Linked DNA regions of Zea mays: region 1 is linked to region 2. A link is a contact called in public Hi-C data. All regions are on one chromosome and are shown on one strand. The core of a region is the stretch at or near the end of the contact, and the rest is flanking DNA. Distances in the headings are between cores, read along the strand shown. Region 1 holds the start of LOC103633646 (long chain base biosynthesis protein 1a-like). Region 2 holds the start of LOC100857099 (guanine-nucleotide-exchange protein).

Region 1 (4,328 bases), core at 1,267-3,766, 160 kb after region 2:
TACTTGTGAATTTCATAGTTTTTAATAAGGTGAACTTACGCGACTATGATATCTCCTTTCTTACAAAAGGCAGGTATCACACTGAATATTGTAGAAATCCCATATGAATACAGAATGGAGTCTGGAGTGCCCAGGAATTTAGCTATTTTTGACTCACAGTCAAGATGGACATCTGCAAGAATACATTGGAAAGTTAAGTTCATCCTCTATACTGGCAACCAAGGTCATTGACTGTGGATGATAGTACAAACCAATTGTTCCATAAAAGCCACGTGGACCACAAGACCCAACACCATATTTCTCCAGTGAACCAATGCAAGAATCCTGAAATTCATTCATTTTGTTTAGATATTCCAAAAAAATGTTGAAACATTGTCAAGCAATAGACTTGTCTCTTACAATAATCTTCTCATTGCCAATTAAACCGAGGTAGTTTGCTGATGCAAAGTTCACAACTTCTTTACCATCAACAATCGTATGTGGTCCAGCAGCACTATATAAAAGCAGAATAGAAGGGTTAATGCTGATCCTCAGAAGTTCATATATGATGCAATCACAACTACTTCACATGGTAAACATTTGTAACCCATACTGCATGCATGTTTGTAACACAAAACCAGAAATGCCTGAAGAAAAGTTCTGGCAACTTAAATGCTATACATAGATAACTCAAATGGATTTCAGGAGATATTCATCAAAAAGAATATCCCATGTATAGTAGTATCTTCAGATAGAGCACTGCTATCACAAGGGATGTTCAATAGCTATTCCTATAACTACAGACTAGGGAGCATATCGTTGACGAAATTGCTGTTTTATTAGCACAATACATCCTAAGAGCTAAGAAACAACATTAAATCAATGAAACTTCTGTTTTATTAGTGCAATGTATCCAAAGAAACAACATTACATTGACAACTATATGAAGGTACAAGCTTATATTGTGATGTCATGAATCCCTCCTAAGAAATAAGATTAGCAATATACATCCAGAAGTATACATTATTACATTAGATGCATACTGATATCAGAAAAGAGAGAGTACAATCCAAGAAGCATGTAGCTATGTAGACATCTGGGTAGCAAGGGAAAATGAAATTCTTTGTGGTTCAATGTGTCCCTTGCTGCTTATTCATAAGTAAATGGTTTAAATGTCATATAATCTAGAAAGTAAACGTTCCAAAACAATAGGTCCCACACATGGCACTATTAAGTTAAGTGAAACTAGTATAAGAACTGAACTAACGCTCCCACAACTTGAAGAGTGAGATCGCCCAGTTAATCCATAGATATGAAATGATAATGTAGGGTTACTCATGCAACAACAACCACAGCATACCCTATTTAATTGTGAATTTACTTTAAGCAAAAATTCCTTAGGCTGCTAAATTTCCAACACCAATGGGTCAACTACTGATTTGAACTAACAATCTGGTACAACTCCATTGAAAACCAAGCTATAGTGCAAACCTTTCCAACATTGGAGTATCAATTCGAGCCCCCTCCTTGACTGGAGGGCATAGCGGCTCTGGCTCCCACTCATCACATAGCTCATCAATCTCCTGCAGAGACAAAATGCTGGCATTCAGTGACATGCTTCATGAACAGGCGACGAGAACAATACTTTACAGTATTAAGAATTGTCTGGTTCTAGTAGTTACGAACGATAAGAACACATGACGTCCTGACCTTTTCAGTAAGTGGTTTCTTTGGTGGTTTGTAGCTCTTCCTGGAGAGCTGAAACACGATGACTGCAATAAGAAGCCCTTCCACGACCAAGTGCCCTGGAAAATCCCGTCGCGACTGAATGTGAGACACTAAGCCGCCGACCCGTCTTATGAATCCATGAGGAAAGAGGGATTTACCATCGATATGGACCCCGAAGACGACTGCACGGGCAAGTGGGGCATTGAACGCAGCCGAGACACGGGCGAGCACCGCCGCTGTGGCATTCACAACGGGCAATGCCATGTCCATGTCCCCAGGAGCTTCCCTCAGGAACCGTTAGCGCCCAGAATCTGCCAACCAAGCAGTTTCCATCAGTCAGATCGATCGCCGAACCAGGCGCGGCGGGCTTAACGTGGAGGAACTCGTGGGTTCAGCTAAACCCCTCTCGAATTATCGGGAAACAAACAGGCCACTATCTATTGCTCCCCTGCACACAGGACACAGGCACACAGCAAGGGAATCCGTAACGAATTGGACGGCCTGGAGAGACCCCCATCCCAGCGACAGAGACTCTGGTTTGATTGGCAGCACTGGTAAGATCCAGCAGGAGAACACCAAAGGCTCATCCAAGCAAAGCTAGGGCTTCCTTACCGAGAAAAGGAAGGAATCGATCCCAGGTCCGGTCGGATCTCCGCTCTGCGCTGTCGGGAAGAGGAGGACAAACAGCTACAATTCTTCCGATGTGACGCCTTCGCTTCAGTGGTAGTAGAGGTAAGCTTTCGCCGGAGATGGGTCGACGAATGGACCCCGGAGCCAGGCGGGACGCGGGAGTATGCACCAATGAGTCTGGTTCGAGTAGCGGAGCGATGGATTCGAGGCGGTGGTCAGTGTAGTCACGACGGGGCTGTTAATATACGAGGGGCGGGGAGGGAGACGAGACGACGACGCGGTGGACAAAGAGGGAGAGAGGAGACCGATGGGCGATGGGTTTGATTGGGCTGGCTCCCGGGCGGCGGTCGTCTTCGGCTGGCGCTGGCTGGGCTCGGCGTCTGTCTGGCCTTGCGGCTGCGACGATCGTCCCTTTCGTTTCGTTCGACTGGGAGTCCGGGCCAGCCAGCGTTGATCCAATGATGATCCGTGTGGTCAATCCTGGCTGATGATATTTTTCTGTTACGACTCCGGTGGTCCACTCTCTATATCTTGTGTTGGGATTTACTTATAAACTTTTATAATCAGTGGTTAGTTAACCGCCTGCGACTTGGCTGATGGCAGCTCATGACTGACTTCAGTTCAGAGGTAGAACTACTCCTTGTAGCAGGGTCGCAGCCTCGACGGACAGGACTTGGTGTCGTCCTAAATTCTAGATTGAGATCTTTAAATCTTTTATTAGAGCGTAAGAAAAAATCTTCATCCGTCTCAAAATAAAATTCGTTTCGAATATTTAGTGAACTCATATAATAATTAACATATATGTTATATATATATATATAGATTTAGTATCATATATTTAAATATAGACATAAAAACTAAATGCTAAAGTGAATACTAATTTAGAACGGATAAATTATTTCTCTGTTTCTTTACTTTGACAACGTAAACACCAAAACAGGCAAGAGACAATAATAAATAATTTGTTATCTTATTATTTATTATAAAGCATACATCTTTATTATATAAAAAATAGAGTCACTTAAGGATATGTTCGGTGTTAGCCCACATAATATTTTATAGATTTTCTTAGCACTCTGTGTTAGGTAAATATTATGATTAACTCATGCCTCGAGTAGCGAGGGATAACATTCAGGGTCTTCTCCCTCTGAAGTTTGTAGGTCTCTCAAATATTTCATCTCTATACTTTGAACATATTTTTTTAATATGGTTACGAGTAAGGATTTTAAATCAGTTAAATTGTCATAAAATTTGACTTGCATGATTTTTACCTCACCTTATTCTAAAGTTCGTAAGGATAGAGAAATTTAGGAGAAATATGTTTAAACATATTAGTCTTAATATAACTCGTTTCTATTTGTGGAGCACATCTCCTATTATCTTCAGAGATAATTATGAAGGTGTTTGCGACATCAAAACCACACGATATCTGGATGTGATTAGTCATTTGTTGTAACCAAGAATATACCCTATCCTATTTGTCAGTACCTTAAATATAGGGTACCCAATTTTGATGGATCAAGGCGAGGACCCCTATGGCTGCCCATAGCCACAAATCTATGGCTGGCCAGCCCGACTCAGGATTGAGGCCCGTCATATGTGGTTTCGGACCAGCTGGGCTCGTTACTTGGGCTGAACCGGTATCACCACAAGTCCCATAGAAGGGAGTAATCAGCAACTTCGGTCGTAGGTCTGAGTTCCCACGAACGGGATCCAGACCTTCACATGGGCCCACCGGATCCCCGGGAAGGGGGTCCGGAGCAGCTCCATGCCCCTGGAGTAAAAGCACTCTCATGACTACAAGATCGGTTCCGGACAGGACCCCACATGTGTCATCTGAACCTCAAACCAGATGAGATTCGGTGCCGCCATGTGTCCAGGCCATTACGGTTGGGGCCCGAACCCCCTCATCCATGTTCCGGGCCCCCAATCACTGGAGGTCCGGGGGTGCCACGACACCACACATTCCTAGGAGCATGCCCAGGCAGAGG
Region 2 (4,321 bases), core at 362-2,861:
AGTAACTTCGTCCTAAACTGTTTGCCCGCATAATGAAGTTTTCTGAAGAAACCAAAGCTATCAATCTTACCGCTTCCACGAAGGGCCAAAGCTTGCTCAACTGTTTGTTGAGCCATTTGACCTGAAAGGAGAACCAAAAAAAATATATAACAAGGGAAACATGCAAGCAACAGATCAAGGGGGCATGTATACTGTAGGAGAAGCAACAGCAAGATATGGAATAGGTGGATGTGTCATTTCCCAGGTTTTATGCATCGAAGAGTTATGAAGTTCATAGATATGGGCTGCAAAAAGTTTTCTCTCTGCGGAAGTTTTTGTCTAGCAATTACAACAATAAAAATTCAGATAACTTATGCGATAGTCAATAGCTTGATATCACGGGACATTTTACGGTTCCATGATTATATCTACACCAAGGCAGGTAGCATTTCACCTGTTCGTATTCTGGAAATGATATCCACTGGGGAAGACTTTCTCCACATATTTTCTTCACGTCTTCACGGTTGAGAGATCCCAACGAACTGATAACCGCAGCCTGTTTCAAAACATGCCATTATGTTGAAATTTATCCCAATCAATAATGCACAAATTCAATCAAAGGCATACAGCACACTTTTAACAACCGATCTGTATTTAACAACACCCAAAGGCAGAAAAATCAAGACCAGATAACCGAAGGATGAAGATCGAAACTTTTTATGATCGCATACATCGAATCGGAATGATGTAGCGGCACCTACCTTGTTGCTGCGTTTGGCGGCGCGGCGAGCCATGGCGCGTGCCCAGCCTGCGATCAGGGCGACGCCGACGATCATCCCCATTACGACTCCCGATATGAATCCCATTTCTTCTGTCTTTTTTTTCTCAACGAGCCGAGAAAGAGAGGAAACCACGGAGGAAGACAAAAATTTCAAGTACAAGATTATCTATTACGTACGGAAATTCTTGGATCAAATCGTAGACGATTGTCTCTCCAAATTGTTTATTACTTCTAACACTGCATTTGGGACCAATTTTTTCGCGTGCTACTAGTAATAATAAAGAGAGGGGAGAGACGAGAGAGAGAGAGGGTAATGTGCGAATGGTGAGAAGGTTGTCACGGCGAATTTTGCATGGCTGGATCTCTGCGATCAGTGTGCTTGACGAGCCTTTGGTTCCACACAGGCCCGATACTTACATGGACCAGGCCCATATAGCGAAACTAAACTTGAAGAATGAAGACTCTTAATATAATCATCATAAAAAATATTAATCAATAGGTAAAAAATTCTAAATTACACTCTAAATTTAGCCTATGTCCAGACTCCAGACCACCATTTGATCTAGGCCCCATTTGCGTAAAATACATACGGAGAGTAACAAGCCCGATTCCGATCCTTTCCTACTGCAATATACAAATGCGAAGTACACCAGGTCACCAGCTAGCTCGGCGTCCAACCATCTTTCTCCCTCCCCTCCCCTCCCCTCCCCTGAGTCCCCTCCCCTCCCATCTCTATCCACGACAACCGACGCCCCACTCCCCGATCCAAACCACCTCAAACCCCCGCCCCGCCCAGATCCAGATCCACGCGGCGCGGCGCGACCGCGGCTACCGGATCCCGCCGCGGAATAATGGCCTCCGCGGTTGCGGCGCCGCCGCCAACCCCGCCGGAGTCCGACCCGCGCCTCGTCGAGATCTTCTCCCCCTTCCTCGAGAAGCTCATAAAAAATGCCTCGTGGCGCAACAAGGCGCACTCCAAGCTCTCGCACACCGCCAAGTCCATCCTCGACCGCCTCCAGAAGCCCCCGCCGCCGCCCGCAGCCGAGGCGCAGGCGCCGTCCACGCCGACCTCCTCCCCCTCGACGCCGACCTCCTCTTCCGCACAGCCTGGTCCGTTGCGCAGCCTGTCGCTCGCGGACTCGGAGCTGCTCCTCGCCCCTGTGATCTCGGCACTCGGCTCGGGCAGCGCCAAGCTCGCCGAGGCCGCGCTGGAGCTCCTTCACAGGCTGATCGCACACTCCTACATCCATGGCGAGGCCGACCCATCTGCTGATCCCTCAGCACAGCTCGTCGCCTCACTCCTGGACGCCGCCTGCAATGCGCTTGGCCTTGATGACGAGCACATTGAGCTCCTCCTCCTCAAGACACTCCTCTCGGCGGTCACCTCTACGTCTGTACGCCTCCACGGCGATTGCCTTCTACGTGCCGTGCGCGCATGTTATGATATGTACCTCGGGAGCCGTAGTGCCGTCAATCAAGCCACTGCCAAGGCTTCGCTTGTGCAGATGCTGGTGATTGTGTTCCGCCGAATGGAAGCTGACTCCTCGACCGTGCCTGTACAACCCATAGTCGTGGCTGATGTGATTGAGCTACCTGATGCAATTTCGGGCTCCTCGCCCACTGCTGACCCCAACGTTGTACAGGGATTCATTTCGAAGATCATTGGTGACTTCGATGGTGCACTCACACCTCTGGCTCGGACAACTTCATCAGCAGGGGCAGGACCCACCGTTGCCCATGATGGTGCATTTGAGACAACGGCAGCGGCAGAGGAAGGGGCAAACCCAGCGGATTTGCTTGATTCAACAGATAAGGACATGCTTGATGCCAAGTACTGGGAGATCAGCATGTACAAAACAGCTATTGAGGGTCGTAAAGATGAGCTTGGTGTCGAGGGGGCAGTGGTTGGCACCTTGGACGATGATGCTGATGTGAGAATTGGGAACAAGTTACGGAGGGATGCTTTCTTAGTTTTCCGGGCTTTGTGTAAGCTTTCCATGAAGACACCACCCAAGGATGCACCAGCAGATCCCATAGTAATGCGGGGAAAGATCCTTGCTCTTGAGCTTCTCAAGATCTTGCTTGAAAATGCTGGGGCTGTGTTCCGGACCAGTGAGAGGTAACATAAGCACTTACTGAAACTTTTGACAAACAAGTTTAATGCTCTTCTGAATTTGTGTAAATGTTGTACCAGTATTGAACAATAATTCGTGTGTCGCTTTATTGCATGAAAACTGAAAAGGTGGCACAAAAGGTTTAGGCACTGAATTGGTATGGTGATAGTGTTTCGATGTATGCCTATGTCAACAAATTTAGAAAAAAATACTTGAATTCCTAATTGCATCTGGCAGGGATTGAACTGATGTCACACTGCTCATTGTTTAGACGTTGAAATGAAATAGAAACCTAATGAACTTTCTTTGATGTCCTGGAAAAAAGGAACTTGGAGAGTTATTCTCTAAAGACGCTATTGATTTTTAATTTTCATGCACTTTGTTGTATACTTGTATTATTTGGTTAATTGGATTCATGCTCCATCTGGCTTTGTTTGTACTGCAAGAACTACCATTGGCAATTGAATGAAACTACTTGACTGGAAAGTGATCAATGGCTAGAAGAATATAGCTGGAATTGGCAGTAGGGAACATGTTTTAGCTTACAATACACAAATGTGCAAGTATTTCTTCTATTGGGTGGACTAGGTATTGTCAGAACAGAAATGATAAAATTACAATGCATTCATGTGGATAGTAATAGGTAGTTAGCTTTTCAGCAACAAAGTCTACATTCATTTTTTCGCAATGACAATTCACAGTCAGCCTCCTTCATGCACAAACTGTTGTGCTAGGAGAACCAAGATTCTATAAGTGTTGTCACTGGAAAAATTGATGAGCTTACAAATATAATAATATATAGACTGTTGCCTAATTTGTTGCTAAAGCCCCCCCCCCCCCCGGTTACAACGTGTAAGCAGTTTTTCCGGAAATTTAGCAAAGAAATATCACTTATGGTAGTGGCAACAATTATTTCAGTTGCCTTTGTCTATACTGGTGCTTTAAATTACTTGATGGGCGGGAATCATTCTGCTGAGAAATGTTTGATATTAAAATGTTGGCATGGGAATATACATTACCAACATACCAACACATATAACAAATACTATTCAATATTCTATGTACAATATCATCTTGTGTCATGGTACTTGATATAATCAATAGTTCATATTTGTTGCACAGTAATTGTGTTGATATTAAAGATGTATAACCCATTCTCTTGATTATTTTTATGTTTCTCGGAGGATTCCTGTTTGATCAAGATCTTTTTAACATGTCCAGGTTTCTCGGTGCTATCAAGCAGTATCTATGCCTGTCACTTTTAAAGAACTGTGCCTCATCCCATATGATTGTTTTTCAGCTATCTTGTTCTATTTTTATTAGCTTAGTGGCAAGATTCAGACCAGGATTGAAGGCAGAGATTGGTGTATTCTTTCCCATGATCATCTTGAGAGTGTTGGAAAATATTGCTCAACCAAATTATCAGGCAAAGATGATTGTTCTTCGT

Evidence for each region. A called contact is a pair of places that touch in the nucleus more often than the background predicts.
Region 1: a Hi-C map of leaf shows a contact between it and region 2, with 6 times the contacts expected there. The contact joins the promoter of LOC103633646 here to the promoter of LOC100857099 in region 2. A contact is called at or near these places in 10 of 25 Hi-C or Micro-C datasets (bundle sheath, ear, leaf and 3 more).

Annotation. Positions count from the first base shown.
Region 1 is chr1:34,759,059-34,763,386 of Zm-B73-REFERENCE-NAM-5.0, forward strand. It overlaps LOC103633646 (long chain base biosynthesis protein 1a-like), which reads right to left and starts at 2,517. Exons shown (of 13, transcript NM_001346710.1): 1 at 2,320-2,517; 2 at 1,866-2,018; 3 at 1,690-1,784; 4 at 1,471-1,562; 5 at 400-493; 6 at 252-324; 7 at 40-172. The coding sequence starts at 1,977.
Region 2 is chr1:34,595,000-34,599,320 of Zm-B73-REFERENCE-NAM-5.0, forward strand. It overlaps LOC100857099 (guanine-nucleotide-exchange protein), which reads left to right and starts at 1,612. Exons shown (of 11, transcript NM_001254773.1): 1 at 1,612-2,879; 2 at 4,096-4,321. The coding sequence starts at 1,612. It overlaps LOC103633613 (synaptotagmin-5), which reads right to left and starts at 1,139. Exons shown (of 11, transcript XM_008655335.4): 1 at 741-1,139; 2 at 434-535; 3 at 71-121. The coding sequence starts at 845.